3 separate regions of the Lactuca sativa genome follow, and all the other regions are linked to region 1. Evidence: chromatin contacts called from public Hi-C data. All regions are on one chromosome and are shown on one strand. The core of a region is the stretch at or near the end of the contact, and the rest is flanking DNA. Distances in the headings are between cores, read along the strand shown.

Region 1 (2,710 bases), core at 123-2,622:
TGTAATATTCATAAATTATAGGGATACAATTTATTAATTTTTAAATTAGGAAACAAAATTGAAAATAAAACCAAAACACAAGGACCATTTAATATTTTTTTAGTTAACTTACCATTAATAGTTTTCAACAAGTAGTTTTGACTTCTATTCCGGGTGTATTTAAAATCCCTCAATACAAAATCATAATAATTAGAATTGGAATAAATGGATAATTCTATAAAAACCTCCATTATAGTTTGATTTTTTTTTTTTCGGTTGATACATCAAAATATATATATATATATATATATATATATATATATATATATATATATATATATATATATATATATATATATATATATATATATTTTCAATTTAACTACTAAGAGTTTGTTTTATTATTCATGAGAACCACTAAGAGTCTATTTTATTATTCATCTCAATCTGGCCCGGCCCTGATATTTCGGAGACCTTGTGCAAAAACTAAAGTGAGGCGCCATAAAAAATTTCTTGTAAATATTATTAACTACATTTGTTACCATTAATTCAAAACATAAAGTTGCTAAAAAACATCTCATAAATTCACTACCACAAAATAATGTCTTCACTAATTGGTAATCAAATAAAACTGTAAAACTGTTATAAACAATTTAAAAAAAAAAAGAATAATGCATATTACTATTTTCTAGATATCGACCTTTTAACATTTTTAAAAGAAAATCCATCTATGAAACTTTCATCTATGAGATTTTTTCTTACTTTTTGGTGAGTTTATAAAATATAAAAATGCTGTCTAAAATTTATAAAGAAAACAGATTTGCATTTTTTTGGATATAGATATTTTCCTTAAATTGTTGATGAGTTTTAAATTTATGATTAGATTTTGATTTTTGTTGATTTTATTAATAATTAAAATGCATCTAAAATTGGAACCAAATTTTACCGGGCTAATTTTATTTATTAATAAAACATAAAAATAGATTTTACAAAAATACCAATACTATAACTATAAATTATCCCAAAAATCGAAGACCCTCTAAAATCGGAGGCCCGGCGTACCGCCGGCACCACCCTAGGGCCGCCACTGATCTCAACCAAAAAATTATTGTTCCGAGTGGTGTTTGCTATTTAATACCAAAAAAAAAAAACTTACAACGGTTACTATGGGAAAAAATAAACTTTCAATGATTAAATCAAAATTAAAACAAATTTTCAATAGTTATTTTAATGGTTAAATAAAAAAAATCAACGCATAGTGATTTTAGTGCTTAAATCGAAAAGAAAAATCAAACTATAGTAATTTTAGTAGTGAACTTTATGAATTTTCTCTTGTAAAAACATTTTAGTTTTATTAAATTAAACAAACATAAAAATAAAAATAAAAATTCCATTAGACGTGTCAGAAACGGTTTCCCCTTTTTCGCAATGTTTTCTTGCTGCTCGCCGGAGTCCAGAATTCCCTGCCACTGTCAGTGTTTTCACGACTTCGTTCAATCGCCGACTCATTTCTAATTTCCCATCCAAATTCGAGAACAACCTATGTGCTCGAAACCCTAATTTCTATGTAATCAAACCATTGGGTTCAGCTCAATTAGCAGAACAAGACCCCATCAAGACGACTGCATTAATGGATCATCACTCATATCACAACCCCTTCGAACGGCGGAATTTCATCAAGTCTAAAACTCCCACTGTTAAGTGGTTCAAAGAATGGTAAGTAATAAAAAAGCCTCTCCTTCTGTCCTTTAATTATCTTATGTAGTGTATGATTATGTGAATGTGATTGATTCGCAAGACCTAATTGATCAGTGTTGGTGGAAATCGAAAGGGGTAAAACTGAGACAGCTTCATTCATGTCGATACGAGAGATATACTTGATCCTTTATATGGGTTTGAAGTAATTACAGCATTTACAGCATTGCCCCATTTTTATTTTCTTGGTAAAGATGAATTTGTGCTTACAACTACCAAGATCGGTAGAACCAAGTTATGATTCAGCTTCGAGCTTGCCATTATGAATAATGCGGATATTTTGTGATTAATTTTTGTGGTTGATGGCCATCAAATTTTCTAGGGTATTAGGGTTTATCCATTGCACTCCACCTGTTTGTTTAAATGCCGTAGTCATCTCCCAACAACAACGAGCGCTTACCCTTTACATCTCCTGATGCCTTATTTTTTTTTTTTTCACTAAAACAACTCCCCCTTTTCATCATCTAAAGACCTACTTCTACTTTCAGTATTTCACTAATTCACTTACCTGATTATTTATCGTAATCAGTTTGACACTAAACAGTGAAAATTTTCTTAACACTCAACACCATCAAAAAATGATTATGACAACTTCAAGATTCATAACACTGGTACTAATCTGATCATTATTTATCTAGGGTACCACAAGATGTCGTGTCAACAGGTGGCAAATGCTTTGTTATGAAATGGGTCACAGGTTAGTAATTACATCTTTATGTTAAATCTTTCATTCTAACATCATTAAATCTATTTAATATTAGAATTCTCATATTTGTAGAGTCTCAATTAAACGCCATGAATGAAGAAAAGTCAAAAGAGATGGAGGCTGTAGAACCTGAACCTGAACCAACAACTGAAGTTCTTTTTCTTTGCAGTTATGAAGGCTGTGGAAAAACTTTCATTGATGCTGGAGCTTTAAGGAAGCATTCCCACATTCATGGAGAGAGACAATATATTTGCCATTATGAGAATTGTG
Region 2 (2,710 bases), core at 82-2,581, 370 kb after region 1:
ACAGATTCAGCAAGATATGGACTGCTAACACGCACCTCGTTCATCACCACTATCACGCTCTTGTCCCACCGAACAGGCAGCCTTTTTTTTACCAAATAACAAATAATAAATTTGTATTATGCCAATTAAAATTTTAAAAAGTTATACAGAAAGAAGAGGCTCATTGCATGCTTTTCACTTTGTAATTTTTTTTAGTATGTATTAAGAGCATTAAAGATCAAATACTATATCACAGCATGCTTTTCTAAGGTCTAAACTATGATTAGAAATACAAATTGAATAGGTAAGAAAGGAGATATATAGAATAAATATATAGGGATCAAAGATACATATTAAAGTAAGGAGTAGCAAAGGGATGAGAAAAAAGAGATGCATACGTTTTAGACAAAGCATCAAAAATGCTCTGAGCCTCTGCAGTAACACCAACCCCGATTCTCTCAACATCTATCTCTGCTTGTCTGTAAGAATCCAATCAAAATACATCAATCTCAACTCGCTAATACAAGTAATTCAAGCATTCTCACAAACAATTGGTAGGCATTTAAAAAGGTAATACTTATGATTCAAATGAAACACCATCTCAATGTTCCACCAAAGCTTATTGAAAGAAATTTGATTTTGAAAACACATGGCAGGCACTCCAACAAAACGATCCATCTCGATTTCTTAACATGTTCGTTTGAATAATTTCACAAAAATATGGAAAGCACTTGCGGAAAGAAAGATTTTTTAAACCCACCGCCATAGAAAGAGCAACAAGGAGTTCGATTTTGAATGTCAAAGTAGTTAAATTTATACTTGAAGAAGATCGATTTGAATTTGTTAATTAAAGCAAAATAAAAACTGTTAATAGTGTTGTTATAGTCGAGTAAAATCTGCAAGTAACTCTGTATCATCTTTTGGCTTTAAAGAAGAATGGTAAATTCATTGAGACAATTTTACAAACACATGGCGGGGGATTCCATAGACAAATCGATTTACTAACCTAACGGCGGCATCTTCTTTAGATTGGAGTGAATTGAGATCGAGATAGCATTTCTTGAGATCAAGTGGATCATCAGATTGACCCAAAAAGGAAAACTCTTTGATGTAGTTGGCTTTGAGTAACCTAATGTTGCGGCGTGATTGTGGGTTCGATTTCAAACCTTCTTGGAGGACGACAATGTTAGAAGGGCGATCGTAGGTTATGACTTGACCTTCAAATTCGTCTCCAAAAGTAGTTTTTATCGATAGCAAGCATCCAACTGCGAATTCTTCACCTCCGCTGCTCCCATCCATCGCCATCTCTCTCGCCTTGAAAAGTGAAAATTGCAAACTGAGGTTTTCCTTTTTCCGTTTGCTTTTTTGATTTCAGACTTTACAAATATAATTTTGCAGAATGGTCCCTAAACTACTTTTTGTTTTCACTCTTTTCCTACTTTTTAAATTTTGTTACGAAAGTAATTTTTTTGTCAAACTGGATTTTAATATTATATGATCGCAATGCTGAAAAAAAAAACAATTCTTAGGATGGATGGTATGTATCAATGTCGTGCCTCCCTCCCGAGCCACCATGCTGAAAGGGTCAGGTTCTAATCTTGCATTTCGGAAGCACCACATCAGCAACTTGCTTTCTTTCCTCTTCTTTGTTCCCACTTTCCGGGAGGATTGCTTCAACTTTCTTTGTGTGATACACTTAGCAGGAGGGTGGTGGTGTTCCCTCCGATACCAGGAGCGTCGGATCAACAACTATCTTCCTTTGTCACATCAATACCCACTACCCTTACATTATTACCATTGTTAGAGGGGTTAAATACACGTAACAAAGATTTGATGGATTTTCCATTGTTTTATATATTGATGAAAATAACTAGCTATATGTAGCATCCAATCTATCAAAGATAGCAACCTAAAATTTTCTAGTTAAGATATATTATAATGCTAGTAAAACCACCAAAAATTATGGTTTTTTGGTCTTTCTATTTGTTTTTACACATGACATACCATGTCATTAAAATTAACCATATGGTTTTCTAACTATTGAAAATCTTTTTGCAACGTCAATTGTACTAAATACTATTTGTATATTGTTCTTTTTGCCAATAATCATATACACGACGATAAATATTTTTTTTTTTTTAAAAAACACCACACAAACCGGTGATTTACATGGTTTGATAACTTTCTTTGCAAGGCAATCTCTCACCACATCAAATCTTCAATTTTGAGATCGGAATTAACAATCTATTTGATTATGTATTTATGTGTATTCTTCATTATGTACCACCATGATGTGCTACATACTCGAGAGTCGAGTTCGTTTGAACAATTGTTTGGTCAAGTCTTACTATGTTGCAATCAGCTGGCTACCTATCGAGATCACTTGCACTCTATCGACTTTAATCACAGACGCCAGTTCAATAGGCGAAACAAGGTTGGCGAGTCCATCACTTAGAATTAAACATCTCGAAGGAATTCATAATTTGATGTAGAATGAATACGCTAATTTGACGTTCTATCTTCCCTAAAAATCTTCACACCAAGTAAATTGATTAATAATATAACAAAATTTGGTTTTGATGTTTGAGATCACTTGCACAACTACAAAATGCACCATATAATATGATCAAGACTTCGGGAGGCCTCATGTGTGAACCAAAGGTGTTTGTTCCATTGGCGCAGACCGGCTCCTTTCTTGAGAGTCATCATTGTTGGAAATAAGACCAAACAA
Region 3 (2,710 bases), core at 125-2,624, 320 kb after region 1:
TATATATGAGGTTGGCTAAAAAAACACCATAATTTTTCTATTTAGACACCCTATTTGATTTTTAAGGTTTTTTTATTGGTTGAATTTGCATAGTTTTTTGAAGAAGTCAATTATAAATAATTTACTATAAGTTGACTTTTAATAAAAGTGTTTATAGGGCGTCTAAAAAGTATATATATATATATACTAGTTTATAACCCGTGAGGACCACGGTTACAAAATTAATTAAACTTTTATAGTGACAACTCAAAATTATTAATCAATTATTGTAAATAAATTATTAATTAAGAGATATTTTTTAGTTATATAAAATTATAATCGTTAATTTAAATAAATATGTGAAATTATATCACCTTATAATTTGTATTAATTTTATTTTAATTTTATTTTAATGTTATTAATTTAATGTAATTGGAGTGAGAAATTTAAATTTTAAATTTTAAAATTAAGAATTAATAAGTTGATAAGTGGCATGCATTAATTATGAAGCTTAATAGGGTGACACATGTCAAAAGTAGAATAAAATATGCATTAATTAAAATGGCTAATAAGATGACACATGTCAAAAGAAGATTAAAACTATTCTTTTATTAGAATAGGGATATATATATATATATATATATATATATATATATATATATATATATATATATACTAGTTTATAACCCGTGGAAACACGGTTATAAAATTAATTTAAATTTTTATAGTAAAAATTTAAAATTATTAATCAATTATTTTAAATAAATTATTAATTAAGAGATATTTTTATTAGTTATATGAAATTATAATCGATGATTTAAATAAATGTGTAAAATTAATTTTTAATATATATTAGACATTTTTTATTTGTGAATTAATGAAAACAATAATATAAAATTGAAAATTTAAATTTAAATTTAAAATAGAGAATAAATATATTGACAAATAACATCACATTAATGAGGATGTCTAATACATTTAAAATGGAGAAATAATAGATTGACAAGTGACAACACGTTAATTAAGAGGTTTAATATGATGATACATGACAAAACAATTACTCTTTTATTAGTATATATATATATATATATATATATATATATATATATATATATATATATATATATATATATATATATATATATATATATATATATATATATATAAAGTAATTTTAATAACCAAAATGAATGTGAATTCTATCTTGTAACTAATATGATCAACGACCATATAATATTGTTTAAAGTATTTATTTAGTTGAAAACGATTAAACATAAACAATATTTATATTTTATTGTTGTAGATATAAGATAAAAATAATTATACAAATACACACAAAAATAAGTAGCTTTATACAGAAACAATGTATAGAGTCCCGATATATAAGTAGGGAAGTCAGATGAAGCGTTTGAATAGAGAGATCTTTCACACAACCACTCCTATTTGACATACTAGATATATCAAGTCGTCTTCTCCGGCCACCACTATCCGGCCGTCTTTAAGCTCAACCTGCCGGAAAACCGATCGTTTCTTTAGGAAACATGTTCAGAACAGCATGAGCAACCAATATCGATCATCATGTCATTATCGTGCTCTGACTGCTTCTCCGATTTACTCTGCGGTGAGGACTCTGGAATATTATCAGGCGAGGATCAACCGGAGTGCTCTTATGATTTCGAGTATTGTGCCGATTTCGACGATTCAATCGCGGAGTTTATAGAGCAGGAGAGAAAGTTCGTTCCAGGAATCGATTACGTCGAGAGATTTCAATCTCAAGTTCTCGATGCATCTGCTAGAGAAGAATCTGTTGCATGGATCCTCAAGGTAATATACATATATGTACATATTGAAAACCTTGATTCCGATCTTCATTCTCTTCATTCACCTACGTATTAAGTGCTTGATTTGAATGATTTTCAAGTTATCGGATTCGGTATCATGAAAAACACGAAAACCTTGCCAGAAATCACGATTGAAAAGTTAGTTACATAAATCGCTACAGTGCGATTTGCCTGATATTGTCATTTAAAAGTCATGTCCAGCTGTTTACATTTTTTGAAAAATACATCGATGATTGCTACTGGAAAAGCGGAGGCGTAAATTTTAAAACCACGCGCCGGAGGCGTTAACATGATCCGCCGAAAGGCGTTTACCTAAAAAAATCCACCGTCCGTCGCATCCGTGGTTTTACGTGAGATCGGCGCCGCCATATGTGTACCGTGTGATTATTTTCGGATATTCTCTACGGTGTTACAGCGAGTTTTTTTGTGTACTTTTTACAGGTCCAACGTTTTTACGGATTTCAGCCGTTGACAGCGTACCTCGCCGTGAACTACCTGGATCGATTCATCTATTGCCGTGGCTTCCCGGTGGTAAATTTCTCTCAACCATCGTTCATCGTCTCCGTCAACATTTCAGAAACTTTTTCGGTTTTTCCTTTTAATCATAATGATATAAAATAATAATAATAATAATAATATATCATTGGCTAGAAAACACGAGGATAATTTAACAACGCTCTCAAAAGTAAATATTGACGCCTTATAATTTAACATTAAGGAATAGTGACTAGTTTACGTGATTAATTACGAGAGATTCTCGGATATTCTACTTTAAAAAATTGATTTAACCACACTTTACAACAGATGAGATTCATGTGAAGTGAACTAGTCGATTTAATCAGTGGGACCGCATCCTGCAATCACAATTTTTTTTGGTCCTCTTTTTGTTT

Evidence for each region. Hi-C and Micro-C count contacts between places; a contact is called where the count stands out from the background.
Region 2: a Hi-C map of seed shows a contact between it and region 1, with 4 times the contacts expected there. The contact joins the promoter of LOC111887222 here to the promoter of LOC111887240 in region 1. A contact is called at or near these places in 2 of 4 Hi-C or Micro-C datasets (leaf and seed).
Region 3: a Hi-C map of leaf shows a contact between it and region 1, with 6 times the contacts expected there. The contact joins the promoter of LOC111887230 here to the promoter of LOC111887240 in region 1. A contact is called at or near these places in 2 of 4 Hi-C or Micro-C datasets (bud and leaf).

The regions. Positions count from the first base shown.
Region 1 is chr4:11,912,392-11,915,101 of Lsat_Salinas_v11, reverse strand. LOC111887240 (zinc finger transcription factor YY1) reads left to right here and starts at 1,372. Exons shown (of 6, transcript XM_023883406.3): 1 at 1,372-1,695; 2 at 2,373-2,431; 3 at 2,513-2,710. The coding sequence starts at 1,610.
Region 2 is chr4:11,538,821-11,541,530 of Lsat_Salinas_v11, reverse strand. LOC111887222 reads right to left here and starts at 1,331. Exons shown (of 4, transcript XM_023883391.3): 1 at 986-1,331; 2 at 378-458; 3 at 1-81. The coding sequence starts at 1,284.
Region 3 is chr4:11,596,007-11,598,716 of Lsat_Salinas_v11, reverse strand. It overlaps LOC111887230 (cyclin-D1-1), which reads left to right and starts at 1,374. Exons shown (of 6, transcript XM_023883397.3): 1 at 1,374-1,803; 2 at 2,262-2,351. The coding sequence starts at 1,558.